6 separate regions of the Mus musculus genome follow, and all the other regions are linked to region 3. A link is a contact called in public HiChIP or PLAC-seq and promoter capture Hi-C data. All regions are on one chromosome and are shown on one strand. Each heading gives the region's core, a stretch centred on a gene start, on an enhancer-like site or on the middle of the called end of the contact. The rest is flanking DNA. Distances are from core to core; before and after follow the strand shown. Region 1 overlaps Szrd1 (SUZ RNA binding domain containing 1). Region 2 overlaps Fblim1 (filamin binding LIM protein 1). Region 3 holds the start of Fam131c (family with sequence similarity 131, member C). Region 4 holds the start of Slc25a34 (solute carrier family 25, member 34). Region 5 holds the start of Spen (spen family transcription repressor). Region 6 holds the start of Fblim1 (filamin binding LIM protein 1).

What was found. Promoter capture Hi-C pulls out the DNA fragments that hold promoters and counts their contacts. HiChIP or PLAC-seq counts read pairs in DNA pulled down with a chosen protein or histone mark. Capture Hi-C pulls out chosen DNA fragments and counts their contacts.
Region 1: a contact with region 3 is called in an H3K4me3 HiChIP or PLAC-seq map of forebrain, with 3 times the contacts expected there. The contact joins the enhancer-like site here to the promoter of Fam131c in region 3. A contact is called at or near these places in 5 of 39 promoter capture datasets (the 3T3-L1 cell line, the C10 cell line, embryonic stem cells and 2 more), 1 of 15 datasets of contacts at CTCF or cohesin (CD8 T cells), 7 of 484 Hi-C or Micro-C datasets (the P5424 cell line, cerebral cortex, cortical neurons and 2 more), 21 of 115 datasets of contacts at active chromatin or transcription factors (bone marrow-derived macrophages, cardiomyocytes, embryonic forebrain and 11 more) and 1 of 9 other capture datasets (liver).
Region 2: a contact with region 3 is called in an HNF4G HiChIP or PLAC-seq map of pancreatic cancer cells. The contact joins the enhancer-like site here to the promoter of Fam131c in region 3. A contact is called at or near these places in 18 of 39 promoter capture datasets (the 3T3-L1 cell line, 3T3-L1-derived adipocytes, the C10 cell line and 12 more), 1 of 484 Hi-C or Micro-C datasets (bone marrow-derived macrophages), 13 of 115 datasets of contacts at active chromatin or transcription factors (acute myeloid leukemia, astrocytes, craniofacial prominence and 9 more) and 3 of 9 other capture datasets (adipose tissue, liver and pancreatic islet).
Region 4: a contact with region 3 is called in a promoter capture Hi-C map of liver, with 2.6 times the contacts expected there. The contact joins the promoter of Slc25a34 here to the promoter of Fam131c in region 3. A contact is called at or near these places in 9 of 39 promoter capture datasets (the C10 cell line, cranial neural crest, embryonic stem cells and 5 more), 3 of 15 datasets of contacts at CTCF or cohesin (embryonic stem cells and large pre-B cells), 2 of 484 Hi-C or Micro-C datasets (cortical neurons and embryonic fibroblasts), 12 of 115 datasets of contacts at active chromatin or transcription factors (bone marrow-derived macrophages, embryonic basal ganglia, embryonic forebrain and 5 more) and 2 of 9 other capture datasets (adipose tissue and liver).
Region 5: an HNF4G HiChIP or PLAC-seq map of pancreatic cancer cells shows a contact between it and region 3. The contact joins the promoter of Spen here to the promoter of Fam131c in region 3. A contact is called at or near these places in 10 of 39 promoter capture datasets (the 3T3-L1 cell line, cranial neural crest, embryonic stem cells and 3 more), 3 of 115 datasets of contacts at active chromatin or transcription factors (embryonic stem cells, forebrain and pancreatic cancer cells) and 1 of 9 other capture datasets (adipose tissue).
Region 6: a contact with region 3 is called in a promoter capture Hi-C map of liver. The contact joins the promoter of Fblim1 here to the promoter of Fam131c in region 3. A contact is called at or near these places in 8 of 39 promoter capture datasets (the C10 cell line, the HPC-7 cell line, cranial neural crest and 4 more), 4 of 15 datasets of contacts at CTCF or cohesin (the G1E-ER4 cell line, embryonic stem cells and large pre-B cells), 6 of 484 Hi-C or Micro-C datasets (the G1E-ER4 cell line, the HL-1 cell line, bone marrow-derived macrophages and 1 more), 25 of 115 datasets of contacts at active chromatin or transcription factors (the HPC-7 cell line, bone marrow-derived macrophages, craniofacial prominence and 12 more) and 3 of 9 other capture datasets (adipose tissue, liver and pancreatic islet).

Annotation. Positions count from the first base shown.
Region 1 is chr4:141,119,600-141,122,518 of GRCm38.p6, reverse strand. Szrd1 (SUZ RNA binding domain containing 1) reads left to right here. Exons shown (of 4, transcript NM_001025608.2): 2 at 2,146-2,195. Among named protein-coding and RNA genes, the nearest start is that of Szrd1, 19 kb to the left of the region's middle. Within about 2 kb of position 1,593, at least 31 of the 459 cell types and tissues checked have an H3K27ac peak or open chromatin away from gene starts, as enhancers often do. A contact at or near this core is called in cerebral cortex, cortical neurons and forebrain, where this site is marked.
Region 2 is chr4:141,577,700-141,580,518 of GRCm38.p6, reverse strand. Fblim1 (filamin binding LIM protein 1) reads left to right here. Exons shown (of 9, transcript NM_001163256.1): 9 at 2,576-2,819. The coding sequence ends at 2,689. Among named protein-coding and RNA genes, the nearest start is that of Fblim1, 21 kb to the left of the region's middle. Within about 2 kb of position 1,393, at least 18 of the 459 cell types and tissues checked have an H3K27ac peak or open chromatin away from gene starts, as enhancers often do. A contact at or near this core is called in pancreatic cancer cells, where this site is marked.
Region 3 is chr4:141,366,874-141,369,573 of GRCm38.p6, reverse strand. It overlaps Fam131c (family with sequence similarity 131, member C), which reads right to left and starts at 1,382. Exons shown (of 7, transcript NM_001085513.2): 1 at 1,250-1,382. The coding sequence starts at 1,271.
Region 4 is chr4:141,622,548-141,625,386 of GRCm38.p6, reverse strand. Slc25a34 (solute carrier family 25, member 34) reads left to right here and starts at 1,553. Exons shown (of 5, transcript NM_001013780.1): 1 at 1,553-2,110. The coding sequence starts at 1,691.
Region 5 is chr4:141,536,973-141,539,909 of GRCm38.p6, reverse strand. It overlaps Spen (spen family transcription repressor), which reads left to right and starts at 1,313. Exons shown (of 16, transcript NM_019763.2): 1 at 1,313-1,746. The coding sequence starts at 1,664. It overlaps Gm4123 (predicted gene 4123), which reads right to left. Exons shown (of 2, transcript NR_166589.1): 2 at 2,493-2,937.
Region 6 is chr4:141,598,324-141,601,249 of GRCm38.p6, reverse strand. Fblim1 (filamin binding LIM protein 1) reads left to right here and starts at 1,326. Exons shown (of 9, transcript NM_001163256.1): 1 at 1,326-1,402.

The DNA.
Region 1 (2,919 bases), core at 344-2,843, 250 kb after region 3:
GGTTAAGGTTTTTCTCCTGTAAAAATCATGTATTTCGAATTTTTAAAAATTGTACGCTTAGCTGGGCAGTGGTGGCAAATCCCAGCACTTGGGAGGCAGAGGCAGGTGGATTTCTGAGTTCGAGGCCAGCCTGGTCTACAGAGTGAGTTCCAGGACAGCCAGGACTACAAAGAGAAACCCTATCTTGGGGGGGGGGGGGGAAGATGGAGAAACTGGAATCAACAGGGGGACTTAGTAAAGAAAGAGGTTGGAACTGGAGAGATGGCTCTGCACTTAAGAAGACTTTCCCCTCAATCATGAAAACCAGAGTTTAAATCCCAGCATCCACATTAGGCAGCTTGCAAACATCTAACTCCAGCTTCATCTGACACCCTCTGGACCAGGCGATGGGCACCGGGACATGCCTGCACTCACACCCAGACACAGCTGACACTCACAAGTAAAGAGGCTGCTTGTGAGAAACCAAGAGGAATAGGCAGTAAACTGGTATAAGACGTTAGATTTGCTCTTGAAATGACACTATCACACAGTTCTGTCAGGACCTATGTGTGGTGTAGAGTCTGTGTCTGTCAGATGCATTCCGGTGACTTGGTTACTGTTGCTGCTGTTTTCTATGCCTTGACTGTTTCATAGACACAGCTGTGTTCCAGCTGGGGTGGAAGGTTCTCCTGCCTTTCCAGGTGCCTGGAGCACAGTATGCTGTGTTGCCTGAAATGAGTGGCAATATTTGGACTTAAATGTAGCTTCAGACAGTATAATTTTGGAAAAAGAACCTTCTAGAAAACAGCATTAAAGAAAGCTGGCCTGATTGTCTTACTCTCAACCAGTGGATTGAACACCAGGCTCACTTGATGATGCTCAGCTGTCTTTGCTAAACCCTGATTCTCTCCCTAGGCAATCTAGGTGAGTCAGGGAGGCTTGGATGGATGGATGGATGGATAGATGGATGGACGGACGGACGGACGGATGGATGGATGGATGGACGGACGGATGGGTGGATGGGACTGGCCAGCTTGAACTGCCTCCACACTCAGAGCACAGCAGTACCCAGTCTCCAGCCAGGAGCAGCCCCCACTGTCATGCTCCACTGTCTTCACAGACAAAAATGTCTTACCTTGCCAGCTCCCCTGCCAGCAAGGTAGCCAGGGGCTAGGAGCCTCTCTTGAGAGAAACACTTGCTGGGTACACAGTCCCTCACCTCCAGGAGCTAGCTGCTCTGGTCGTCAGAGAGAGGGACAGATACAGCCTGGAGATTGAGACTTACTTAGCTCTGCCCACTGTGCTTGCCGGTGTCTAGAGTTCCTCTGGCTAGTTGTAGAGGCTGCCGCAGGCTGAGGTTCTGGGAGCTGAGCTCCTAAATGTATTGATGACAGTTTCACCTGCTCTTAATTGGGCTCTTTTCTTACCTTTTTCTACATAGTGACTAGAACTCTTTCCTCTGATTCACCTTCAGATTAACTTTGGAGACAAACAGCAGGCATCTCTTTATTCTTTCCCTAAGTACCAGCCAGCCACAGAAAGCTCATGTGTCTACAAACTAGACTAGGAACTGGTTGACAGTGACTGTGAGGGGATGTAAACGGGAGTTAACCACCAGGGGGCAGGCGCTCATCGCACTGGTGGGATCCGAGCGGAGGCGGCAGCCCCTGGGTGGGCGGGCCTGCTTGCTTGCGTGAGAAGGACTGAGGATGCTGCAGACAGGTGGGGCCTGGGCACCGACAGCTCAGTCCTGTTCCAGTGCAAAACAGGAAAGGTAGATTCAAGGGATGAGGGACGCAGAGCTCAGATGTCCTGAGAGCGCTTGAGTGGGAAGATGGCTTGGTTAGCTATGTGTTGGGAAAGTTGGAGTGAGTCTGAAGGAGACAACAGGAGACTGGCTGGAGACTGTGCAAAACAAACAAACAAAAAACACCAAAAACCCCCACCTAATGATGGGGTCCAGAACTATTGCTGTGCTATGCTCATGGGGCTAAGGGGAGATGGACCTTCAGAGGAAGCCAGGTCCCCAAACCTCAGGTCCAGGTGAAGGACACAGCCAAGTCCCTGCCTAGAGAGAAGACACTGTCCTTAGCTTGGAAAAAAATAAAGACTTAAGGTTTTGAGAGAGATTTTTTTTCCACTTTTATATACATTTTTTTCCTCTAGGAAATAGACAGACGGTTGGAAAAAAAACTGAAGATCACACAAAAAGAGAGGTAAGGCTGCTGTGTGGCGTGAGGGCTCCCGCTCTCTGCCGCTGGAGATCTGGGCAGGCAGTATTCTCCGGCTGGCTGCTAGTGTTAGGTGGTTAGGCTCCTGGGCGTCAGCTTTTCCCTCCCAGTAGGCGATGAGGATGCTGGATTGAGGCTTTGGGGTGAAATGTATTGCAGCTGTCTCCAGCCTCAGTGGACCCTGTGTGAGCTCGTCTGATGGAGGGAGGTGACAGGATTTGGGTTTATGTGAGGCTGTGCCCAGTGGCTCCGAAGTGTGGAGTAGTTGTTTCTCCCTCTGGGTATTGGTGTCTTTTGTAACACAGAGAGTTTGGACAGATAATTCCTCTGTGTCCTTGATGGCTTGACAGCTTAGAGTATTGTGAGGAGATCTCAGAAGGAAAGATTCTAGAAATCCTCGGGAAACCTTTAAGGATTGTTTTCTCGCCATTGTGTAGCGTGGTTAGTGGGGTCCAGAGTGAGTGACTTTGAGCTTAGTAACCCAGGGACAAGCAACAGAAAGAACTGATTTACCCCCCAGGGCATTCTGGGAGTCCACACTGACTTTCCAGACTCCCTGCTGCTGGGATCAGACTGCTGGCTCTCTCTGATTCCCAGGAGCTACTTCCCATGGTTCCAGGCCCCTTTCCATGCCGCCACCACCCACCTAGGACCCTTGCATCTGACACAGAGCATGTAGCTTCCACCCTCCTGACAGTTGAGGCCCTGG
Region 2 (2,819 bases), core at 144-2,643, 210 kb before region 3:
GGCTATATATCACAGTTAATTGTGTGCTCACATTGCTTACTATGGAAAGAGAATATGTTCCAGAATGGTGGGTGGTGACAGCATCGTTAGCAAGTGATATCCCTGGGCTATCACTCTACCTCCTGTTCCTGCCTTTACTTTGTTTTCTGAGTGTCGGCACAGCACATGGGCATAGCTGGCTCAGGTTTGCATCCTTAGAAGCCCCCAAAGTAGACTCCACTGTGGGGTTCTACCCCCACCGCCAAGAAGGCTCCTGGTTGGCCTGGCATGGGTTTGTTGCCATGATACGTACCATAATTAATAGCAGGTTGGTTGAGGAAAAGATCCGCCATTAAGGGAAATCAAAGCAGGAACCAGGGTCAGAAACCATGGGAGAATGCTGCCTACTGGCCCAAACTCTCTTGCTCTGGCATCCTTTCAGGAAGATTTCTTATACAGCCCAGGGTCCCCTGCCTCAGAATTGCACTTCCTGCAGTGAGCCGGGGTCTCCTACATAAATTAGCAATCAAGAGACCGTCCCCATCCCCACAGACCTGCCACGGGCAGATCTGATCTGAGCAGTCCCTCAATTGAGACTCCTATAGATAACTCTGAGCTGTGTCAAGTTGAAGACTCAAAACATGGAAGATTCTAGGTGTGTCTAGAGTGCAGAAGGCTTAAGGGGTGAGAGCTGATGGGACCAGGAAGGGGTAAGCACTTCAGGCTGAGGGAAGGAACCAGCTGGGCTGCGCTGGGCTGGGAGGCTGCTTAGAACTGGTACAGAAGGCAGCTGGAGAAATGGCTAAGCAGTTAAAAACACTGACTGCTCTAACAGAGGTCCTGAGTTCAGATCTCAGCAACCACATGTTGGCTCACAACCATCTGTAATAGGGATCCGATGCCCTCTTCTGGTGTGTCTGAAGACAGCGACAGCATACTCACATACATGAAAGAAAGAAAGAAAGAAAGAAAGAAAGAAAGAAAGAAAGAAAGGAAGGAAGGAAGGGAAGGGAAGGAAGGAAGAAAGGAAGGAAGGGTAGAGGAAATGCTGGACAATTGGACAGTGCTCACACAAGGGCCTGTGATCAGAACTGGGTAACTACAACTTAGTTTTTCTTTCTTTCTTCCCCCCCCTTTTTTTTTCTGGCTTTTTCGAGACAGGGTTTCTCTGTGTAGCCCTGGCTGTCCTGGAATTCACTCTGTAGACCAGGCTGGCCTCGAACTCAGAGATCCGCCTGCCTCTGCCTCCTAAGTTCTGGGACTAAAGGCATGTGCCACCAGCACCCGGCCATTTTGATCTTGGGACTGATCCAGCAGTGGGGCTTCAAGAATTGCCTAACTCCCTCCCTGACACTGCCAGCCCCGTAGCTCCAAGCTTTCTGTGCTCTGGTGATAAAGACACAAGTGGTAGTTTTTCACTTGTGTGGAGAGTCCCAGGGCAGGGCCCCTTAATCAGCAATGAGTAATTCTAAACATTTATTCTCTTGTATTTGTTTTAAAAGATAACGCAGGGCCATGAGGACCTTGGGAGAGACACTGATTACTTCCTAGGGTCTCTGACTTTGTCAGTTAGAGTTCAAGGTCCATGCAGCTGATAATGTATCAGGAGAGGCCAATGAGGAAGATTGAGTGCTGTTAGCTCTTCCAGAGCCCCATAGAGTCCGAAAGTACCAAGCCTTCATAAAAGCTTGGCTAAGCACATAACCCCTATTTCCTGTCCACAGTGACTTTGGCTGAGGCTGCCTGGCAAGTCAGGATTTGGACTCCAGGAAATTACATTTCAGTTGGGACTGCATTTAAACCCTGTCTTAAACTGACCCTTAAAAACAAACAAACAACCCCACAGATGTAAATCTCAAACTATAGCAGCCCAGAACAGAACTGGGTTCCAGTTTTCCCAGGGGGGAAGAGGGTCTCCACCTATTTATTGTTCATGACCACCTGACTCTGGTCCGCAGTCCGTGTCTTTTCTTACAGTTGTTGGAAAGATGACAGTATTCTTAGAGGTGGAAAGTGCTTTTTAATTATAAGACTGTCATACGCATCACCTTAGGAAATCACAGCAGTCTTGGGAGATAGCTTATAGTCTCCATTTAAGTTGGAAAAACCTGAAGGTGGCATGGTGACAAATACTTGACATCCTAATATTGGGAGGCTGAGGTGGGAAAATCGGGAGTTCAGGCCAGCCCGGGATAGACTTAGTTTTCCAGAGCACCCTGGGATGTGTAGAGGGAGTCTTTCTCAAAACAAAACCGAGGCGGTGGTAGGATCAGGAGTTCAGTCATCCTTGGCTACTTAGTTTGAAGCCAGCTTTTTATCTTTAAGGCTGGGCAGTGGTGGCACACGCCTTTAGTCCCAGCACTCGGGAGGCAGAGGCAGGCAGATTTCTGAGTTCGAGGCCAGCCTGGTCTACAGAGTGAGTTCCAGGACAGCCAGGGCTACACAGAGAAACCCTGTCTCGAAAAACAAAACAAAACAAAACAAAAAGATCCTATCTTTAAATGAAGAAGGTGGGGGGAGCTGAGGTCCCCTGGGGAAGCTCCGTGCTGGCGGGATCCAGGCTTGGAGACACCCACACTTGCTTCTGTATCCCCAGGACTGCAGCGTGCTCCTGTCTGTGGAACCTACCGACCAAGGCTGCTACCCACTGAATGACCACCTCTTCTGCAAGCCCTGTCACCTGAAGCGGAGTGCTGCTGGTTGCTGCTGAAGAGTCCCGATAGCTGGCCCTTCCCTGACTTGGTTTCCCCTCCTGACTTTTCTTGAGTACTTTCTTTTTGAACCTCACTGGGCACCAGCACACTGCTCAGCCCATAGTGTCTAAATGCACAGACAGGCTT
Region 3 (2,700 bases), core at 133-2,632:
GGGTAAATTACCAGTGACCAATACAATGTCAGTCTTGCAAGACCTTGGGGCTGAGGTGAGTAGACTTGACCTCTGTACACTCTCACTCCTGGCCCCGCCCCCTGCTCCCACAGTGGGTAAGACTCCCAAGTGGGACAATGGCCCAACCTCTTTTTTTTTTTTTTTTTTTTTTTTGGTTTTTTGAGACAGGGTTTCTCTGTATAGCCCTGGCTGTCTTGGAACTCACTTTGTAGACCAGGCTGACCTCGAACTTAGAAATCCACCTGCCACTGCCTCCCAAGTGCTGGGATTAAAGGCGTGCACCACCACTCCCGGCATGACCCAACCTCTTTTGAGGTGTTTGCTTTTTTTTTGACACAGGCTCTCATGTAGCCCAGGTTGGCCTCAAATTCTCTATGCTGTGGATGCTGGCCTTGAGCTCTTGATCTTCCACTTTCTGAGTGCAGGCATGTCCCCATACTCCGCAACCTCTCCTAAAATATTACTCCAAATACAAATATTCCCTCCCCACAGCATCTATGAAAGATCCTATGCACACACACACACACCCATTTACAGACAGTGCTCTCCCCAAACCCCACAGATGAGGGACAGTCACTCCAGTTCTCTGGAATCACCTTGGAATGGCCAAGGTGCCAGGTGAGAGACAAAGGCCCAGGGGTTACTGGGAGCATCAGCTGTCCTCTGTCCTCTCCTGTCCCCTGAGCAGGGGTGGGGGTGGGGATGGAGTTAGGGATGAGGGTGGGGAAGAGGGAGCCTTGATAACCTGTTCATCCCTACTGACCCCTTCCTGCGTGGGGTGGGGGTAGGGTTCTGGGGCTAAAGACACAGGCACCCTGAGAGGAGAAATGGGATCCTGGCTTAAAAAGGCCTGCCGGCATCTTGAGCGGGAGCGAGGTCTTCCTGGAGCTCAGTGGCCCATAAGAGGACCAGAAAAAATAGGAAGGCTCCCTCCCCTCTCAGGCACACTGCAGGAGGCGTGTAGCTGCGGGGAAGAAAGCATGGCACCGGACCTTGCTTCATGCCACCTGCCGGGTGCCGAGTGGGGCGTGGGGTGCGGAGACCTCCGTCCCCTCTGCGCGCTGCTCGCCCCCCTCCCGAGCTCTGTCCCCGTGGGGCGCACCGTGTCCTCTGGGGCGCGGCTGATCCATGAAGGGCGGACACCCACCCTGGCTTCCCTGAGCGGAGCGCTGGTGCCCCCCCCCCCGCCCCCCGCTTCTCGCTGCGTCCCGGGCCGCCCTGTCCTCACCTCGCGACACACAGGATCCCATCACGGGGCGGCGGGGCTGGGCCACTGCGCCTGGGGTGCGGTGGGCGGCCGCGCGCTCATGTCTCCGTGGGCCGGGGCTGCGCGGCTCGCCCTCCTCTCGCTCCTAGTCCCCGCTGCCGCGTCCGGATCGCCTCGCGCCGCGCCCGCAGCTGCCAAGGCCGGGCGACACCGCGGCGGGCGGGGACCCGGGGAGCGCGGAGGGGGCGGGGCTGGGGTGCGCCCCGCCCCCTCTGTGCCAGTGTACCTGTTGTCGCTAACCAAAGTAAGGCAAACCAAAGTAACAGGACTCGGCCCTGTAAGGAAGACTTCTAGTTTCAAATCTGAGTAGCGCCTGCTTTCTGGAGCTCAAGGTCAGGGGAAAGGGCTGGGAAGGGGAATTCTGCAAAGATGAGCCTCATCCCACTGTGCACAATGAGCAAGATCGAGCTTTGTTTTGTTTTATTTTATTTTGTTTTATTTTATTTTATTGGCTTTTCGAGACAGGATTTCTCTGAATAGCCCTGGCTGTCCTGGAACTCAGTTTGTAGACCAGGCTGGCCTCGAGCTCAGAAGTATGCGTGCCTCTGCCTCCCAAGTGCTGGGATTAAAGGCGTGCACCACCACTGTCTGGCCCTGAGCTTTATTTTTAGTGTGTGTGTGAGAGAGAGAGAGAGGGATCAAAGTACACTTGGGGTGGCGGGTGGGGGGGGACGGGACTCTATTCTTTCTTTCCACTATGTGGGTCTCAGGGATCAAACTTGGTAACCAGACTTCCTGGTAAGTACCTTTAACCTGCCGAGCCATCTCGCCAGCCTCCAGGTCAGGGGTTTTTGATAGTCACCTGCTTATGGGAGGATGCTGGTCCAGGGAGGGAGTTCTGAGGGAGGACCAAGACACTGCATTAGTGGCCTCCTGGCTAGATAAGCGGTCTCATGCAAGAAGGTAGGCTACCTCCCAGGGCTCCTCTGGAGCAAGGAAGTATAGGCAAACCCTACCTAGGAACTTCTGTCATGGAATAGTGGAGGCTAATTGCTGGCACTTGTATGGCTGTTAGCGTGTGTGTGTGTGTGTGTGTGTGTGTGTGTGTGTGTGTGTGTGTGTGTTCCTCTTCTCACACATATGCACTGTGTGCATTCACATGCACTCATTTAGGATCCTGGAGAGAGTGGTCAGATGTGCTGTGACAAACCTTGCCAGGCCTGAAGCACCCTGTATCTGAGGTAAATGTCACCTCACCCCATCCTTGGACATTCCTGTTTCCAGACAGAGGAGTCAATGGGTCTGTTTACCAGCCCTGTATCACTAGAGACAGCCCTGGGGGATGAATATGGCTTAGAGCAAGGGTTTGAAGACCCTGTGCAGAGCAGAAGCCAGGCCTGCTGGGGCTGCCCAGGGCTGGGGACTCGAGCTATTGAGTAAAGTCAGAGTGGAGGTGGCCCCATGCTGTCTCT
Region 4 (2,839 bases), core at 304-2,803, 260 kb before region 3:
ACTGAGGCACTAGAAGTCGGGCCACAGGAGGGGTGTGGACCACCTTCCACTGGGTGCAGCAGGCTTTTGACACGTCACTCTCCCGGGGCCTTTCTGGACTCTCCCCTCCCCTCCTGTGCAGCACCATCTCCACAGAGGTTACCTTCCCTCACGAGTGGTGAAACCAGGAAACGGAAAATTCTAGAGCTAAGCACTTGTACGGTTTTTAAATACGCACACTGGTTTGCATACTGTGTGCGGCCTGCACAGATGTGGCTCATCCGGTTGTCGAGTGTCTCTGCTGCGTACACCATTAGGCACCTGGCTTTCACATCGACTGGGGGTGGGGCAGGATTTGTGTTCAAGTGACCCTTTTTAAAATAATGGCCCCTAAAGTTGCCCTCAGTGTCTGTCATGTGTGTATCCTCTCTCACATACACATGCACACACACAGGATAACCTAAGCTATCTAGAGAGACTCTGTCTTTTAAAAAAGGAATTCACATCAATGGTGTTTCTGGTGCATGCCTTTAACTCCAGCACTTGGGAAGCAGAGGCAAGCAGATTTCTGTGAGTTCCAGGCCAGTCTGATCTCCATAGTTCCAGGACACCAAAGCTACACAGAGCAACCCTGTCTTAAAATAAAATAAAATTAACGGGATTGGAGAAATTATTCAGTGGTTAGAGCACTGAACTAGCTGTTCTTCCAGAGGTCCAGGGTTCAATTCCCAGCACCCACCTACATGGTAGCTCAGCCCCCAGACCCGTGTGTAACTCCAGTTCCAGAGTATACAGCGTCCTCTCTGACCTCCATGGACACCAGGCTCACACACACATGTAGGCAAAACATAAGAACGTAAGAGACAAAGCAGGCCAGGTTTGTGTTGCCAGCACTGGGGGGGGGGGGGGGCAGAGGCAAGTGGAGCCAGTCACCAGTTTGGAGGTGGCCCGGGCAGCACAGTGAGTCCTTGAGAGAGAGACACCATCACAGGAAACTGAACGATCTCACCCATGGCTCTGCAGGGCTCTGAGGCCCTCCCTTGCATTCACTCCTGTTGAACTGTAAAGCCGGGTGTGGTGGCGCACAACTCTAATCCCAGCACTGGGGAGGCAGAGGCGGGCGGATCTCTGTGCGTCTATGGCCACCTGATCTACATAGCTAGTTTCAGGCCAGCCAGGGTTATATAGAGAGACCTCGCTTCAAAGAAAAAAGATATTAAGTGAATAAACCTTTGAGAGAGATGAGAGAGAATAGGGCTATAATCTGGCAGAGGTTAAAACGGCACAGTTGCTGGTTGGCCACGCTTACAGCCAAGACACCACAAGCCTAGGGCTTTTAGCTGGAGCCCTACAGGGACAGGAGATGGAACAGGAAGTCTAGAGGACAAGGAGGGGTGCCCTCCCCTACTCTAGCTTGGCTCTTTCTTCCTGCCCACTGTCCTTCCAGTCACAAGTGACCTTTCCTCCAGATCCCATGGCCCAGGCCCGCCCTGGCCAGCAGCAGCTGGGATTGGTCTGAGCCAGAGGAGGTGTGTCCAGATTCCCATAGCCCTGCTGATGAACAGCAGGTGGAGTTCCAAGACAACCAGGGGCCACCAGCCAGTGGCAGGATCTCTGCCCTCTAGACATGGTGCTGGCCCCCTTTGATCCCCAGCCCTGTGACCATGCAGAGGTACAGACTGCCTAGAGACTACCATCTATAGCCTGTGCCATGAAGCCAACTCAGGCACAGATGGCTCCTGCCATGGATTCGAGGGAGATGGTGTCCCCGGCTGTGGACCTGGTGCTGGGTGCCTCAGCCTGCTGCCTGGCCTGTGTATTCACCAACCCCCTGGAAGTGGTAAAGACCCGTCTACAACTGCAGGGGGAACTGCAGGCCCCAGGCACCTACCCACGGCCCTACCGGGGCTTTGTGTCTTCTGTTGCAGCCGTGGCCCGGGCAGATGGGCTATGGGGCCTGCAGAAGGGGCTGGCTGCTGGCCTTCTCTACCAGGGCCTCATGAATGGTGTCCGTTTCTACTGCTATAGCCTGGCATGCCAGGCTGGCCTCACCCAACAACCAGGCGGCACTGTGGTCGCAGGCGCTGCGGCTGGGGCATTGGGGGCCTTCGTGGGGAGTCCTGCTTACCTGGTAAGTGTCTTCTCCTTCCTTTATAGCTCCGTGGCCAACGTGACCAGTGGACTTTGTGGCCCTGGGTTGGGCGTGTCAGTTTGGGAGGGGACTGTTCGCTGGGAATATCTGGCTCAGACCTGAAATCTGCCCTCACTCTGACCCTTGCTTCTTTGGGAGCCATGTCCACTGGTCTTTGCTGGGAGAGGGAGCAGGTTATGGAGTAGGTAGATTCTAGTCCTCGCTTGCCTGTGGTGGCACCTAGGGAGCCTGGCATACAGTAAGAATAAAACCTGCCACAGAGCAGAGGGTTGTTGTGTCCTGGTCTAGCCACTGAATGCTTTACTCTGTCCTTGAGAGTGGCAACACAGTCCCAAAGATCTCCTTAAGAAACCTGAGCCACCAAGATGTATGCCAGGCCTCAGGATGTGGCTCAGTTGGTATTGTGTTTGCCTGACATGTACTAAGCCCTGGGTATGTTCCCAAACACAACATAAACCAGGCATCGTGGCACCGCCTGCCTACCCATAAGCCCAGTATTTGAGAGGTGGAGACAGGAAAATCAGAATTAAGGTCATGGTGACAAGACCTATTTGGCGCCAGCCTGAGGTACGTGATGAAACACAATGTCTCAAATTTTAAAATAATAAAACTGAGCTCTGGCCAACCAAGACTGCCTCCGAGCTTCAGATGTGGGGGTCAGGGATACTATGCAAGGGGAGGGGCTCACACACACTCCTCTCAGTTTCC
Region 5 (2,937 bases), core at 64-2,563, 170 kb before region 3:
ATATATTATATACATATAAACTTAGGCTATATGGCAGACTAAAATGAACAAATAATAAAAAATAAACCCTAGTACTTTTTATGGAACAAAAGAAACAATTATGTGACCCCAAATATTATTGCTATTATTTATGATTTTTTTCCAATTCAAAATACTGCCTGTTCGGTTGGTGAAGTTATATGGTAGCCGAGGTCTACAGTCTCAGTCCTGAGAGGTGGGCACAAAACTAGAAGTGTGAGACTAGCCTGAGCTATATAAGACCCTTTCTCAAAAATATAAACAGTGGCTCTGGAAGACCCTTTCAAATTAAGCCAAACAAAGAAAACACTACCAAGAACTGGGAATGTAGCCTAGTGATATATTAACACACCTTGTTGGACGCGGGCGAGGTCCTTAGGTAGAACCCTAATTTGTGTGTACTGCACACTTTGTAGACCCTAAGGGCACAACGAAACAAAAAGTGTAGGCTGTACCCGAAGCACCATTTTATTTTTGTGTATGAAAAATTAAAGTATGAGTTGCTGACGGTTTTAATGAGTTAAGATTTTTTTTTTCTGTTACTCCACAGTGGCCTTTTGCGGTTTTATCTTTCTGAAAGCCGGCCTTACATGAAAGGTCAACTGCCAGTTTCAAAAGTCTGGAAGGGCCGGAGGTCTAATACTCTCTGTTTAAAAAACCAACTATTCCAAACCTTCCGAGGGGAAACAGTATGGAATGTCTGTATCCTTTCAGCTTTAATTCTTGTGTGTACTGTAATCATGAGCAAAGACATCTTGCAGAAGGTTTCGCAAGCTCCTATATAAAAAGTTGCTTAATGTTACAAGCCAATGATTCTTGGGAGGGATGGGTTTCTCTGCAGCGCTGGTCCCTTGTCTGGGCGGTGAAAAGGGTGGCCTGGTCCCGACCACTTTCCCAAGCAGGCGGGGAATCTAGGCGTCCGGAAATGGTCAGGGGCGGGCCGTAGGGCAGACAGGCATAGGGACTTTGGCCTCTAGAAACCTCTTGGCGTGGAAACTAACCGGGTTCTCTTGTGTTTCCCCAGAGCAACGCCTGACCGCAGGCAGAAGCGGCCCCATCCTCCCCCACCCCGACGCCTCCGGCGGCCGGCCTCCCGGCCTCCGGCGCGCCTGCGCACTAAGCTGACTGCGCGGGCGCCGCTTCCCGGCTCCGCATTCCTCCCCCTTCCGAGCTCCGCGCGCCTGCGCGCCGGCTGGGAGGCCCTCCGCGTCGGGGCGGGAGGACGCGCGCGCGCCCGCGGCCAGGGGGCGGTGGCCAGGCGGCGGGAGGCGGGCCGCGCGCGCCGGTGGGAAGCGTCCGGCAGCCACAGCGCCGGCTCCGTCGTAGTCGCGGCCGCCCGGGTCTCGCTCGCCCCTCCTCCCGCTCCCCCGCCCGCCGCCGCCCGCGCGCATGCGCCGCCGGAGCGCGAGGGTCGGCTTCGGGTGTTTGGTGGCGGCAGAGCGGAGCTGCGAGGCCCGAGAGTCAGAACCTGGGGGAGAGGGATGGTCTCTGCACCGGGGGGAGCCGGAGGAGCCGCCGCCGCTGCCGACGCCACCGCCGCAGCCGCCGCCGCCGCCGCCCCGGCGCCCGCCTCCCTGCGCTGACGGCCGCGTACGAAGCCGGCGAGGGGGAGCCAGCCACCGCGGTCGCCGGCACACCGCCCAGCATGGTCCGGGAAACCAGGCACCTCTGGGTGGGAAACTTACCGGAGAACGTGCGGGAAGAGAAGATCATCGAGCATTTCAAACGGTGAGTGACACGAGGCCCGGAGCCGCGCTGGCACCTCGGGCGCCTCTCCGGCCCGTTGCTGGCCACCGGCAGAGCGGCGACGCGCGGCTGGCTCCGGCGCTCTGGGCGGGCGGCTGCTGTGCGGCCACCGAAGGAGCGGGAGCGCTGGGGGGCTGCGGGATCGCCTTTTTGCGCGCCGCCTCGCAGTCCAGCGCGACTGGCCGGGGCCCCGAGCGCCCGCAGAGCCCGGGCTGTGCGGACGCCGCAGCCGCGCTTGGCATCGTGCGGCACCGGGAGGTGGCAGGCACCCGGAGCAGTGGCCGCTCTCCGGAGATTCGTGCAGCGGCGGATGCTTCAGCTCTCTGCGCGGCTGGGCGGAGCGGGCTGCCTGGCGCTCGGCGGCGGCTAAATGGGCTGCCCGTGTCCCGGAGCTCGCGGGGAAGGGAGCGCGAACGCCAAGCTTGGCGCTGCGGATGCATTCCCGCGCCGCGCTGGTGACCGAGCGTTTTTTTTTTTTGTTTTTGTTTGTTTGTTGTTTTTTTTTTTTTTACAATAGACCCTTCACCTCGAATTCGTTAGTGAAGTAGCCAAAAAGTGCAAAATTTTAGCGATTAGGTATGACTTTTCGGTTTCTCTAAATACTTTTTGCTTGTGGAAGGAAAAGAAGTAAATGCTGCTTTTCATACCCGTTGGTAGCATTTAGCGCTTATTTGCTCCCAGAAACGCGTGTCCGGGTAACTGGTAGAGGCCTCAGCATGCAACCCCACTTACAATGAGAATTTATTCATACTTTCCGCACATTGAGAAAGAACGTAGCAAATCTGCGATCGCCTGTGGAAATTCACTTCTCCTGATATCCAATACCCTGGAAGGTTCCAAGTTGGGCGTACTCTGAATTCCCACTATCCAGTCGGTGCAGGGAATATAATTAGGAGAAGGAACGTCCTCACATTAGAGTCAACCTGGGAAAATGGGTTGTGTCGCCCGGTCTAGAACCTCTTTGGTGAGGCCTGGGAAGCGTGAGCGCCTTCCTTTCTCTCTCTCTGATGGAGGGCCATTGATTCTGTTGGCCGTTGCTCTGACCGGGGGTATTAAATCTTCGCCTCCGGGGCGCGCGTGTGCGCGTGCCCGCGTGTGAAAAGGAGCTGGGTATAGTGAGGCCATTCATAACCTGCCGGGATGTCCTCCGCAGGCCTGGGGGAGGTGCGCGCT
Region 6 (2,926 bases), core at 77-2,576, 230 kb before region 3:
GGGGATGGTGGCAGCAATCCAGCCTCTGGGACTAGCAGATCCGGGTGCCTAAGGGGCACTCTCCGGTCTGGCTTGAATCTAGCCTTGTCCAGTGCCCATTGCACAAGCCTCGGTCCTCGCCGGCTTCAGTGTCTGGTCTGTGGGGTGGGACCTATCAGCCCTGGAGTAGAGTCTGGAAGGGTTAGATGAAAGGTTTGAAAGGGACACAAGGGAAGTCTCTAGAAACAGCAGTTACTGTCGTCGTTGTGACTCCACACTGGCGGGTAGAATCAAATGGAAAAATCTAATGGCAAAGACTGGGGAGGCCATTAAGGGGGTGGGGCTTAGTGGGGAGGCGGAGGATGGAGCTGAGCACCCAGACACCCCACTCTGACACCTCTCTTCTGCAGCAATACAAGGACCACCTCGAGGAGCTGTTGTATGTGGGGGGGGGGGGCGAGGAGGGCTGCAGAAGGGGACCTAATCCTTCCTAGTTACCCCCCCCCCATGACTCTGGGTCCAGCTCTCCCCTGCCCAGTCCCCCATTGTGCCTCTAATCGAAAGAACAATCGGCTTGCCTGGGAATCAGACCTAGATTCCTTTCCCCTGCAATGTCTTCAGGTCTCTAGGGACCTGAGCTGTCCAGAGCAGCCCCAACCCAGGCCGCAGGGCCCTGTGCTCTGCTTCTTCAGGGGCCAGTAACAGGGCCGGAAAGCAAACAGGTGACCTGATTGTTTCCCCTGTCTCCTGTAAGGGCCTCTTTCCACTACAGGACCTGAGACCCACTTGTAGAAGGATTCATAGGCTCACACAGGCAGTGACAGCCCAGGACAGCAGATCCAGGTGACTTGCTTCGCTGGGGTGTCTGAAAACCCTACCCCAGGCATCCTTTGAATAAGCCCCGCAACTCCAGTATATGTTAGCATTATCGCTTTAACTCTAGGCCACGTTGCAGAGGTGGGCTGTGCGGACCCCATTTTAGGAATTAAAGATTGAGGCTTAAGAAAACGGGGTTGACAGTCCAGGTCATGCGTCTAGCCTAACTTATGACCCTGAAGGATTTCAGAGTCAGTCTGGCTACAAGTACCCCTCTCCACCAATTGGGGCAGGTGGAGCCTCTCATCCAGGTGACCTAGAGCGAGGTTGGCTAAGGATCCCACTCCCCAGCCCGCCCCGCCCCTCCCCGGTGCACCGTGGGGGTGGGCAGCGGAGGAGGAGCCACAGGGAAGGGGAGGAGTGGTGGGAACAAAGGGAGGGGGCGCGGCCACAGGTGGGGGGGCAGGTAGGGCGAGCCAGCGCCCCCTCCCCGAGCGTCACCTTTTATGGTAAGGCGCGCGCGGGGCGGCGGGCGGAGGGAGGCTGGGGCGGGAGCAAGGGGCGGAGGCGCAGCGCCGGCGGAGGCCGGGCGTGGGGAGCGCGGCAGGTAAGCGGGTGCGGCGTGGGGGTCCTGGCTGTGCTCCCCGGGCAGGGTCAACTTCAGGTGGCCACATGGGCAACTCTCGGCCACCGTACTGAACCCAGCTCGGCGCGGTTGGGGGGCTCGGGGCGGGTACTGTGTCTTGTCCCTGTGTGTCCCAGGATCTCAGCCATTGGGGACTCTGGGAGGCTGTGCGGGGACGGCACAGGGGTCATCTCCTGGCTCTTGATTGGGACGGGTTGAGCAGGGCAGAGGCTCCCGCACAAAGAGGATAGCGTCCCGCATATGGATCGAATTATAGTCACTGCGGTGACCCGGCCAACTGTCCCGCTCTGCTGCTGTGCCAGGGAGCAGAGTTCCCGAGTTCTTTTGCCCCTCCCGGACCCTGTTTCCAGCTCCAGTCTGGAGAGGGAAAGGAGGGTCCTGGGGTCTCCTCGCCTGGCTTGGCGGGGTGTGGAAGTGGGCGATCCCCAAAGTGAGTGCAACTACTCCCCCATCTCCAGGCCAGACCTGAGGTCCCAGGGGGAGAGGCTGGGCAGCGCCCAGATTCCAGCTTTTAACAATGGAGATCACTGTCCTCCAGCCGCAGGGCTCCTTCTTCCCCCCTGGGGCTGAACGACCAGCTGGCCTCCCCAGCCACCCTCCAGGGCAGACTTCTATTCTCTTTATGAATAGAAAGCGAGCCCAGAGAGGTTGAGTGACCGCGTCAAGGTCGCCCAGTACAAAAGACCGGTAGCCTGAGGAGATCTGACTTCTGCGCCTCTTCCTTTCTCTGGTCTAGGAAAGAGGATGAGAGAGGCCCTTAGCCTTCTGAGATCGCAAGGTGTCTTGTGGGAGTGAGTGGGGGGACATTCACTCTTCCACTTTCAGCAAAGTTTAATTCTAGTCCTCAACTTAGATTGCTTATTGGTCTGTGTGAAAGAGCAATGCTTAGAAATGACTCGGAGGTGGCTTTAGAGTGCGGGCAAAGAGTTATCGAGGCCGCCAGCACATCCCCTCCCAGGGGCTGCAGCCTAAGGCCGGCCCTGGCTGGCTGGCTGGCCGGCTCTCAGCCTCCTTCCTTCCTCTTGACAGGAAATGACTTTCTTTCCCTTTGTTCCCACTTTCTCCGCTTACCCAACTGGATCTGGGTGTCTGATTTGCCCTCCGGGGGAGGAAGGATGGGGGTGGAGGGTCTGCTGGGAAGTTTTCATAGAATGCTCCCCCCAACCCCCACCCCACCCCCGCCTGGGTGAACTCAGGGTTAGTGGGACCAAAGGGAAGCGCCAGCAGGCTCTCCTTAAGGGACCTGACAGGGCTTTGAAAATCCCCAGCGCTGCTCCATCCCTGAGGTCCCCACCTCTGCATGACAACGTAAAGGGCGGGTATGGCTGCCCAGCTGCGAACATCTGGCCTTCACGCTGGATGTTTCCGAGAAAGCAGGGAGAACGGAATGGGGGGTCAGAGTCGGGGTGGGGGTGGGGGTGGAGGAGGGTTCCTGAAGAGCCACAGCCTGTCTCAGAGGACCCGCCTAGAATGTGTTGACCGCAA